Linked DNA regions of Triticum aestivum: region 2 is linked to region 1. A link is a contact called in public Hi-C data. All regions are on one chromosome and are shown on one strand. The core of a region is the stretch at or near the end of the contact, and the rest is flanking DNA. Distances in the headings are between cores, read along the strand shown.

What was found. Hi-C and Micro-C count contacts between places; a contact is called where the count stands out from the background.
Region 2: a Hi-C map of leaf shows a contact between it and region 1, with 4 times the contacts expected there. The contact joins the promoter of LOC123043344 here to the promoter of LOC123043324 in region 1. A contact is called at or near these places in 2 of 5 Hi-C or Micro-C datasets (both in leaf).

Annotation. Positions count from the first base shown.
Region 1 is chr1A:210,318,586-210,323,963 of IWGSC CS RefSeq v2.1, reverse strand. It overlaps LOC123043324, which reads left to right and starts at 3,805. Exons shown (of 12, transcript XR_006419148.1): 1 at 3,805-4,113.
Region 2 is chr1A:210,795,815-210,800,883 of IWGSC CS RefSeq v2.1, reverse strand. LOC123043344 reads right to left here and starts at 3,792. Exons shown (of 11, transcript XM_044465765.1): 1 at 1,483-3,792; 2 at 656-1,397; 3 at 1-554. The coding sequence starts at 859.

The sequences.
Region 1 (5,378 bases), core at 2,556-5,055:
AACTTGCTTGCTCATGAAGACATCGGGCATTTGAGGAAGCCCATCATCGAAATATACAAGCCAAGTTCTATAATGAAAATTCCCACCAGTATATGAAAATGATAACTCAAGAGACTCTCTATATGAAGAACATGGTGTTACTCTGAAGCACAAGTGTGGTAAAAGGATATTAGCATTGCCCCTTCTCTTTTTTTTCTCATTTTTCGTTTCCATTTTTTGGGATCTCTATTTTTTCCTTTGTTTGTTTTATTTTTCAATTTTTTTGTCCGGAGTCTCACCCCGACTTGTGGGGAAATCATAGTCTCCATCACCCTTTCCTCACTGGGACAATGCTTTAATAATGATGATCATCACACTTCTATTTACTTATAACTTAATATTACAGCTTGATATCTAGAACAATATGACTCTATGAATGCCTCTAACAGTGCACCAGGATGTGCAATGACCTAGCATAGCAAAGATATCAAAAAATGGACAGGCCATAAAATATCATGGTAGCTATCTTAATATTTTTCACATAATGAGCATCGAGGTTTTAGGAGGTTCCCCATCTCCATGAGTAGCAAGTACACCTATTTTTTGTTATTTCATGTTCCATTTCCATAACTAAAGGTAGATAACAACTTAGAACAGAAAGTAAAATACTTAGTGATAAAGCAAACAAGCACGCACAAGAATATTAACCCCCACGCTATTGCTCCCCGGCAACGGCGATAGAAAAAGGTCTTGATAACCACAAGTATAGGGGATCAATTGTAGACTTTCTCGATAAGTAAGAGTGTCGAATCCAATGAGGAGCTGAAGGTAGAACAAATATCCTGTCAAGTTCTATCGATCACCGATACAACTCTACACATGCTTTACGTTTGCTTTACCTAGAACAAGTATGAAACTAGAAGTACTTTGTAGGTGTGATAGAGTAGGTTTGCAAGATAATAAAGAACACGTAAATATAAGCCAGGGGCTATTTAGATAAAAAAACAATTAAGTTAGTTTTAGTAGAGAGCTTTTTGTCATAAGAAAGTTACTTGTCCCTAGACAATCGATAACTAGACTGGTAATCATTATTGCAATTTTATATGAGGGAGGGGCATAAGCTAACATACTTTCTCTACTTGGATCATATGCACTTGTGATTGGAACTCTACCAAGCATCCACAACTACTAAAGGTCATTAAGGTAAAACCCAACCATAACATTAAAGTATCAAGTCCTCTTTACTCCCATACGCAAACAACCTACTTACTCGGGTTTAAGCTTCTGTCACTCTAGCAACCCACCATAAGCGAAACCATGAGCATATTTCAAACCCTACAGTAGGGATCCCTCATGCTTGCACGACACGGAGAGCACCATAGGACAACACCAATAATAAAACATGCAACTCAAACCAATCACAATCATCAATCAACCCATAGGACAAAACAGATCTACTCAAACATCATAGGATAGCCATACATCATTGTGAAATAACATATAGCATTGAGCACCATGTTTAAGTAGAGATTACAGCGATGAGAAGATGTGTTACACCACTGCATAGAGGGGGAGAGTGTTGGTGATGACGACGATGAAGTTATTGGTGTAGATCGCCGGCACGATGGCCTCGTCGGCGTTCCGGCGCACCGGGAGAGAGGGGGAGAGAGCCCTTCCCTCTTCTTCTTTCTTGACCCCCCTAGATGGGAGGAGGGTTTTCCCTCTGGTTCATGGCCTCCATGGTTGCGGAGGGATGGGAGCCCCTCCGAGATTGGATCTCTCTCTCTTTGTTTCCTTCTGTTTATGCGCTCTTGTTTTCTGCCCTTTCACCGTTTCTTAAATTCCTAGAGATTCGTAACTTCGATTGGGCTGGAATTTTAACATGATTTTTATCCGGATATCATCTTTTTTGTGGCGAAAGAAGGGCACCAACCGCCTTACGGGATAGCCACAAGCCCCCTAGGCGCGCCCTGGGGAGGGGAGGCGTGCCTCCAGGGCTTGTGGGCCCCTCGGGCATTGTCTCGCGTAGATTCCAATTTCCAAAAATCACATATATTTCAAAAAATATCCGTATGTTTTTATCGCGTTTGGACTTCGTTTGGTATGAATATTCTGCGAAACAAAAAACATGCAACAAACGGGAACTGGCACTGGGCACTAGATCAATATGTTAGTCCAAAAAATAGTATAAAAAGTTGCCAAAAGTATATGAAAGTTGTAGAATATTGGCATGAAACAATAAAAAGTTATAGTTACGACGGAGACATATCAATCACCGCCATCGGCTCCAGCACGCCGCCGCCCTCTGGCTTTGGGACGACCACATCGCCTGCGGCCGACAAGGCGTGCTACACGTCGAGGCCCTTCCACTGGATGTGTTCGTACTCGCGGACTGAATCCTCGAGCACCTTCTTCATGAGCTCCCACTCTTGGGCGCTTAGGGCCGGTGGCGGCGGCGGGACGGCGAGCGCGTACCTGTGGCCTCGGTGGGCTCGGAGCACGGGCGCCAAAGAAAGTTTGCCGCTGCACGTCATGCTTGTCCCGGAACCACGTGACCCACATCGGGGACTTGACGGTGAACTTGGGGTCATGAAGAAGGTCTGGATGCAGCTGCGCTCGTCGGCGGTTGATCTCAAGTGGACGGGCACGGCCGCTCGTCGGGATGGCCGCCACAGACACCCGATCAAGGCTGAGATGCCACCCATTTGGCACATGCGTGTCGGGCCATGGGAGCTAGGTGGCCGTGTCCCCGTGGCGTTGGCACACCTCCACCTTCACGTATGGCCTCTACCGCGGCGCGACGATGGGCGGCGAGATAGAGAACCCGCCGGTGCTCCTCGATCCTGATGGGGCAGAATAAGAGCCGGCTTGAACGTCGTGCTTGATGGACGCCCCCGGGATCCACTTCCATATCCCCATCATGGCCGGTGGCCCAGTCTAGGTCTTGTCAGACGCGTGAGGGCAAAGAAGTGTGTGGAAGTGCACTAATCGGTCCATGGGGTAGACATTAAAAGGACGCGTGAGGGCGGACATGTGGGCCCCATCCACGAGTTTGGGGTGGAAGGTGGTTAGTCGGTTGCCACGCGGGACTGAGGTCAAACACCGAGAGGACAAGCGCTCGTCCGTCGAGTGTCCGCTTGAACAAAATCAACCTAAATTTGGGTCAGAAATAAGTCCAAATGGACAAGCGCCGGGCAGATTTTACATTCAATTCACGCATTGGGCCATGTTATTTATTTGTCTCGAGCCAAATGAACAGAGGCGGACTAAATGCGGTCTTAAGTTGGCGTGAGATGAGTGAGAAGACTAGCCACAATGAAGAGTAACATACTAACATACACATTTCCCTGGACTATATTACTACCTTCATAGTGAGTAGTAATATAAGTATGGTAAAATGCAAAGCCTTATTTATTAGGTCATAGACTCATATTGCATTAGGACATGTGATGTTATAGTAACTAGCTAAATTATTCAAAGTACACCTCTCTTCATTAACGTATTGCCCATAAACAAATTTGTTAAGTTGAACTTAATGTTAGTGCCAAAGTTACTCCAGCTAGTCGAAGAGAACGGACGAGTTCGGTTCCAACCTGGTGCCTGCGATGCGACTGCATCCGCCCGAGATGCGAGCGAACGCACACCCCCACGCGCGACCCGGGCCCACCACCCCTTTCATCGGGTTACGCAGCAAGCGGACCCACAGCCGGGTTCCACAAGGCAGGGGCATATAACGTGGTTGGGGCTATACGGTTTGGTCCGCGTAGCCGGAGGCTGTTGGGCCTGGCCCCCGGTGGGTTATAAATAAGCCTCCACCCATCGCCTCTTCCCTCACATCTGGACCTCACACCCACCCCCTCTCTCCTCTCTCTCTCTCGTCGAGAAGAAAGAAAGGAAGCGAAAGCTCTAGTAGTCTCGTCACCTGCACACAGACCGCTCGTGAGGCGAGAGAGGGGCCGAGTCCGAGGCCACCAAACCAAAAAGGAAAAGAATTCTTTTCTTGGAGAAGAACACGCACGCATACGCATCGAGGAGGGAGGCGGGGGCATACAGGAGAGGGTGGAAGGGAACCCTAGTCAAACAGAGACGGATCTGCCCTCCACCGCCGACGCCGACGCCGACAACGATCGCCTGGTACGGAGATCCCCGCCAACTCACGACTCTTCCTGCTTGCCTGCTACGAACCCTAGGACCCGCCGTCACGCGGTTTCGATACGAATTGAACGGGGCGGCGGTCGAATGACGAAACCCTAGGATGGGATGGATGCGCGTGGGTGGGACGAGCCTTTTTTTCCTCCCATCTCTCTCCAAGTTAGGCAGGCGGGGCATGGGCTGCTGCCTAATTCGGACATTAACTGTGCGATGTGAGTTTGCCGAATCTCGAAACGGAATGGGGATCAGGGTACGGGGGATTCGCCAAATCTAGCGACGGCTTCCAAGGGACGTTTATGGAATTTGGAAAAATTTCCATGGGATTTCCTGATTTAAGACGGGGCGATAAATACCCTATCCTGGTAGATCGAGCAAACAGAAGCAGGCTATGCCATGCTAGTGGTAGCAATGAATGGAAGAGGGTACACGATCTTTATTTGTGCTGCCGTATATTAACTTTCCTCTTGCTAATTGATTTCTAGCACTCGACATAGGGGTTTGGAGGTACATTGTTTACCCCCACCATTAGTTGCTCTTGCTTCTTCAGTTTTTATTAGTTCATCATCTGTTTAGTCAAATAATAGAGGGCACGTGTTAGATTCATTTGCTTTTTGTTTGAATAGTGGATTGTTCATCTAATTTGTACAGTTGCTACGCTGTAGTTAATTGTCAACCTAGTTTTTGACTTTTTGGTGAGTAGAATTGGCAGATTTGTTACACTGCTACTGGAACATCATGTTTTGTTGGTTGTTAGTTAGAACCCATTGTTTCTTAGATGACATGTATGATTTTGTACTGATTTGGGTGGGATTTTGTCGTATGCGTACTTCTTCTGTTGTAACATTTAATTCAGAGTATAATGGCATCTACAACGCCAGGTGCTAGAGGCTGGTGCTAGGATTGATTTCCTGCCTGTTTAGTGGTTGTGCTCTGTTAAATCCTGGTGTTCTAAGTAGCATCGACGCAAAAGCATGCACCAAGCGCTTGGCTCGTTTCTTTTCCGCACGAAGTGCCTAGTTGCGTAATTAGCGCATATAAATCAGCGTCTGCCGTTGAAAGGTAAGGCGGTGCGTTTTAAAGTTTATGATATTTATTTATTCCCCCTAAGTGTCTGTCCAGGCGTCTAGCATTGTAGATGCTGTAAGTGAATCATAGTTGCGCCTTGGTCAATTTTGTAATAAAGGGATATTTTTGTAGTCTGTAAATTAAATTCCTCCTTGGGTAACTTTTAATAATAGTTAATACTT
Region 2 (5,069 bases), core at 2,543-5,042, 480 kb before region 1:
ATAACGAAAATAACGAATGCCATCTTGAAACAATCTTTCTCTAAATTACTAGAACAATGCTCAGACAAAGGACGAGTGAGGTTGGATTCAGCAGCTTTTAGAACTTGATTTCCCTTCTTTGGCATTCCAAGAATAGAACGTAGGAACTGTATAGTCGTTTCTGAGCATTGGCCATCCGGCCCAAGAATATTTTTGGGCCCACATGGCACACCAAATACTTTGTGAACATCTCCAGGCCAGAAACGAAGCCTTTTAGTGGCATTTAGGTGTACAGACATGGAAGGCCCATCAAGACGACTCATCCACCACTTGCTAAAACGTAGATTAAGTCGGGCGAGTGCTGGGAGTTTAAGAATCCCTCCCCAACCAATTTCATTAACAAGAAATCTTTTGTACTCGTTGAAAGACGAAACAATAGAAACAACTTTTGTTACGGACGTGCGTGAAGTTGGTGCTAAACCTCCCGGATGAGAATCTGAGCTGTCATCGAGTTGGTCAGCTGCATCTAGCACCTCTTCGATCAAGCGTGATGAACTAGGGCGTGAATATGACATCTTGGAACATGAAAAAATTGATAAAGTAGTTAGTTTTCTCCTTTTAGGGATGAAATAAGATGCAACCGATGGGAAAGCATGTACGCTTGTTTGAGACATACCTTGGTTAAATGATGAAGATACGGAATCTTTAGATAAAAGCAGGTCTTGCTATGCGTGGTGAAGCCTATGGCGTGGGTGGACGGATTGGGTGTCTGGTTGGGATGGAATACATTTGTGCAGATATGTGTAGGGGGGTTTATAATTGGAGGAAGCAAGCGTGTTGGGACAGCCGGTGGACGATATTGATGGTTGCACAGGAGCATTTATGCCTGTTGAAGCAGCCTTTTGGGCAGGGAATGTTGACTTTGGGGGGAGAGGTTATTTATTGAGAGATGGTACAATGTGGTGTGGGATGGACGTAAATAATGAACAATAATGACAGAGGTAATGGAGAAGGTGGATAACTAAAAATTCATACATCATAAATCTGATTACGAATGCGTGAAAGGGGTACTAGTTCTGATACATGATTACAACATCTAATCATAAGGTGGATTAAAATAAAAAATAGAATTTGCAAGTGGATGGTAGCTGGTTACAGACAATACAGATAAACAAATTTATTCAATAAAGAGCGGCTTGAACTTGATGGACATGCACTAGTCGGGAGAGCTCCCGCCGGCTTCATGCGACCTTGCAGCATACAAAGAGCAGAGCGAGCAGATTGACCAGAAGGAGAACGAAGATGATGCGGTGGAATTTCCTGTCTTCGCGGGAAGGGACGGTGAACAGCCTCGGCCACTTGGCTCATATGATGTTGATGTAGTTCTCTTCCCATTTCCAAAAGTTGCATTTGTGAGTCTGGCAAAATCGGAAGAAAAAAGGAAGATGGTTACAGGATAGAACAGGATAGTACAGAGATAGTGGAAAAAGAATTAGGACATACCCACTCGTGCTCGCACTTGTAAAAGTGCTTGCCTGGATTGTTTGACGTGCGAGAGACCCACCACTAAACCATACCATTGTTGCAGAAAGGGCAGATCATGAGTGGAAGTGGTGGCTGCTCCTCAAGAGAAACAAGGGGGGAGCTGGAGCTTGACATGGGATGGGTTGAGCTAGACATGGCAATGAGAACCATGTACAAGGGAGGAAGCTGTTCTGAATGGGTGGTATGAAATGTTCTTGACGGTATGATATGGAGTAGTGAGGAAGCTGCTAGCTGCAAGCATTTTATATCTGACGAGAGGAGGGAGATGACCGTTGTAGCTTTGGATTGAGTCGATGACCGTTGTAGCTTTGGATTGAGCCGTTGCAGGAGATTGTGAAGCGTGAGCATTAAATCCAGATGGGTGGTTGGGAGTTGGCGGGCGAGTGGGGAGAAGGACAAGATGATGTGAAATTGCCTGGACAAAGGAGAAAGCGCATTGCACTGTTCAGTTTATATACCGTACTTTAGAAATGAATAGTACACGTTAAATGATGTGAATACGGCGGAGCTAATATAGTGAGTGCGAATACCAATGCCGGTGGATGGGATGGATTACAGTGGGGGGAGTCGCCGAGAGCTCCTAGGCATTTTCACAACAATGACAAGCTATGCAATAGAATAGGAGCATTGAAATCAATAACAGTAGCAAACCTAATGCAAGAATAAGGGAGAAGAGAGTGGGCGATATATGGTTGATCAAAGGGGGGATTGCCGGGTTGCTCTGGCAAGGAAAGACGGGTCATCGTTGATATAGTCGTACTCAGTGGCATCAGCACCGGTCTCAGGGTCTACCAGAGAAGAGGGGGAAGAAACAGTAAATACGGAGCAAACAAGGCATCGCAAAATATAACAAGGCAATACGCGGTGCCAGGGATGATCTAACGCAGGGATAGGTGATACCGGCGAAGGAGGGAAACATCCGGGAAAGTATTCCTGATATTCGGCATTTTCGGACAGACGAACAGAAGGGGGATGGTTGCATGTTCGTGGCATTTCGGATTCTTCATATTTTTCTGAGCAACTTTCATATATAAATTATTTCGATCTAAGCTACGGTTTATTTTATATGATTTTCTAAAGTTTTAATCATTTTATGAATTTATTTTAATTCAAAAATAAGACAATAAAATACTTTTGTTACATAGTGCTACCTAGCCCATGTGTATGACAACGGGACCCAGGGGGCTGGTCAACACAGTCAAAATGACTGGTCAAAACTAGAGGTGGTGGCCCACTTGTCATTGGCACAAAAATTAAACTAGTGTAGAATTAAAGTGAGGTACATGTCATTGGGCCAACCAAGTTTACCTAACACTAAACAAATCGATGTTGGCAGGCTGCAAGCACGCACATGAGCATGCAAGGCATGCGTAGGAGCGCCGGATGCTTTGTGTGCACGCATGTCTGGCCGGCTATGGCCGAAGTGCAGCACAACAAGCACGCGTAGAAGGCCGTGGGCCGGCAAGCAGCGGCGAGTGCGGCTGGGCGCCGCAGCAGCATCAGTTAAAATAGCAGTCGAGCCGCAAGGCAGCAGCAACAGGCAGGGAAAGGAGCAGACTAGCAGCTCAGCAGCTAGCAAAAGCAATAGATAGCAGTGGCAGCCGCATGAGGAGCAGCCAACAACGGCAACAGTAGCAAGAAGTAGCAGTAGGAAGCAGGCAACAGCAGCAGCGACAAAGTAGTAGGCATGGCGTGCAGGGAGCGTGGTCGGGCGCCGTTGGTCGTGGCCGTGGGCGTGAGGCGGAGGTGGGCTTGGTCAGGAGGGGGCGCGAGGCTGAGTCGGGCAGCACGGCAGGCCGCAGTGGGCGGCTGCAATAGGGCAACAGATGTTGTGGCGGTTGGCAGGGGCGCCGACGACGAACCCTGGCGGCGGCGGAGATCAGACTAGATCGGGCGTGCCTCTACGGGACACGAGGAAGAGAGGGGAGAGGTCGCGAGGGACCGGGGGCTCATAGAGAGTGTCGCAGGCGTCTCGGTGAGGCCGAAGGTGGGCGAGGTCAGCGGATCGACCGATGAAGTGTGGCGGCCGTGGCGGAGTGGAAGGCGATGGATCCGGCACCGTGAGGGCTCTCCGGCTTGGCCTGGTGGGCAAAGAAGAAGCGGCGGCCTCCGGTGGTGCTCCTGGCGCAGGCCTAGGCGATGGGGACGACGGTGGGCACGCAGACAACGGTGGCCATGGCTTCGATGTGCTCGGGCAGGGCAGGGAGGGCGAGGGGAGAGATATGGTGGCGCAAGGGAGAAGAGATCTAGGGTTCCAAGATGGGAGAAAGAGAGGCAGGGGGTCTTGTAGGAGAGGGAGGAGGCGTGGATGTCCGACACCTGGCCGGGGCGCCATGGATGGCCTCCACGCCCTCGTGTGAACAGGAGGTGGGAAGAGGGCAGCTGGGCTGGGCCTCCCCAACCACATGGGCCAGAGCACCCAGTAGTTTATGTTTTCTTTATTTTTTGTTTGCTAACTTGTATTTAGTTTTAGGTACTAAACAGTTTTAACTAAATGTGCAAAGTAACACATAAATCCTTGGCAACATCTTGGGCTAGCCAACAAGTTAAAATAATTTTGACTTGTTTACATATTTATTTAAATTGAGATGGTTCAGTTAAAAGCTTTATGGGTCAGTTACAAATAGCTTAGGGGCATTTTATCATTCTGAAAAATGTTGATCCTTTCATGAAAAATTGTTAGTGAAAATTTGCAACCCAACCCACATTTTTGTTTTGCCATTTGAAAACTTTAATTATTTTGACTTTAATTTAAATTTGAATTTGAATCAGGTTTGGATCAAAGTGAGGTTTAGAAAATTAATTGTGATGGCTTGGCACATTAGGGTGAGGTTACTGTAGATTAATTTAATTATCAGGGTGTTACAAATCTCCTCCACTACAAGAAATCTCGTCCCGAGATTTAGGAGCGGGAGTAAGGGGGAATGGATTTGGTTACGAAATTCTAACGGGTCTTCTCAAAGAGATCGATCCATTACATTGACGTCTTCATTCCTCTGTTTTAGGCCATCATGACGAAGTCGACATCCTTTCTTTGGGAACTCTATCGTACTTACACAAGAATAAAGGATGGGTATTTTGGGAGAACGAACCTCTGCAAGGTTGTCTATCTGGTCGATAACATCGGTGAAGGTGGCAGAAAGTAACTCTCGAAATGAAACTTAAGAAAATATCGAGAGCAAAGTAAGGAGGTCATGGGAAGTTTCAAGCAGGCGGGGAAATGTTCGATGCCTGAAAAAGAGTGTGGAAGGGGTTCAAAGCATCAAGATTAAGTATTGCATCTGATACCGGAACAGATCACTAGGAAGGTGCCTCATGAATCACATATGAAGCCAAGTTCTCGTCCATCGGTGGTTATCGGTATGTCATCAACAATAGTAACAGGGTCTTACTGACAGAACTGTACACCGAGGTGTTTACATAAGCAGGAGAATATTACTGCTTAGATCATATAGACCTCAAGAAAGTTTAAACCAAACAATGGAAAGGATAATATGATTATCAAATTAAACAGAACAATGGAAAGGAAAATGTGTTTAAACACG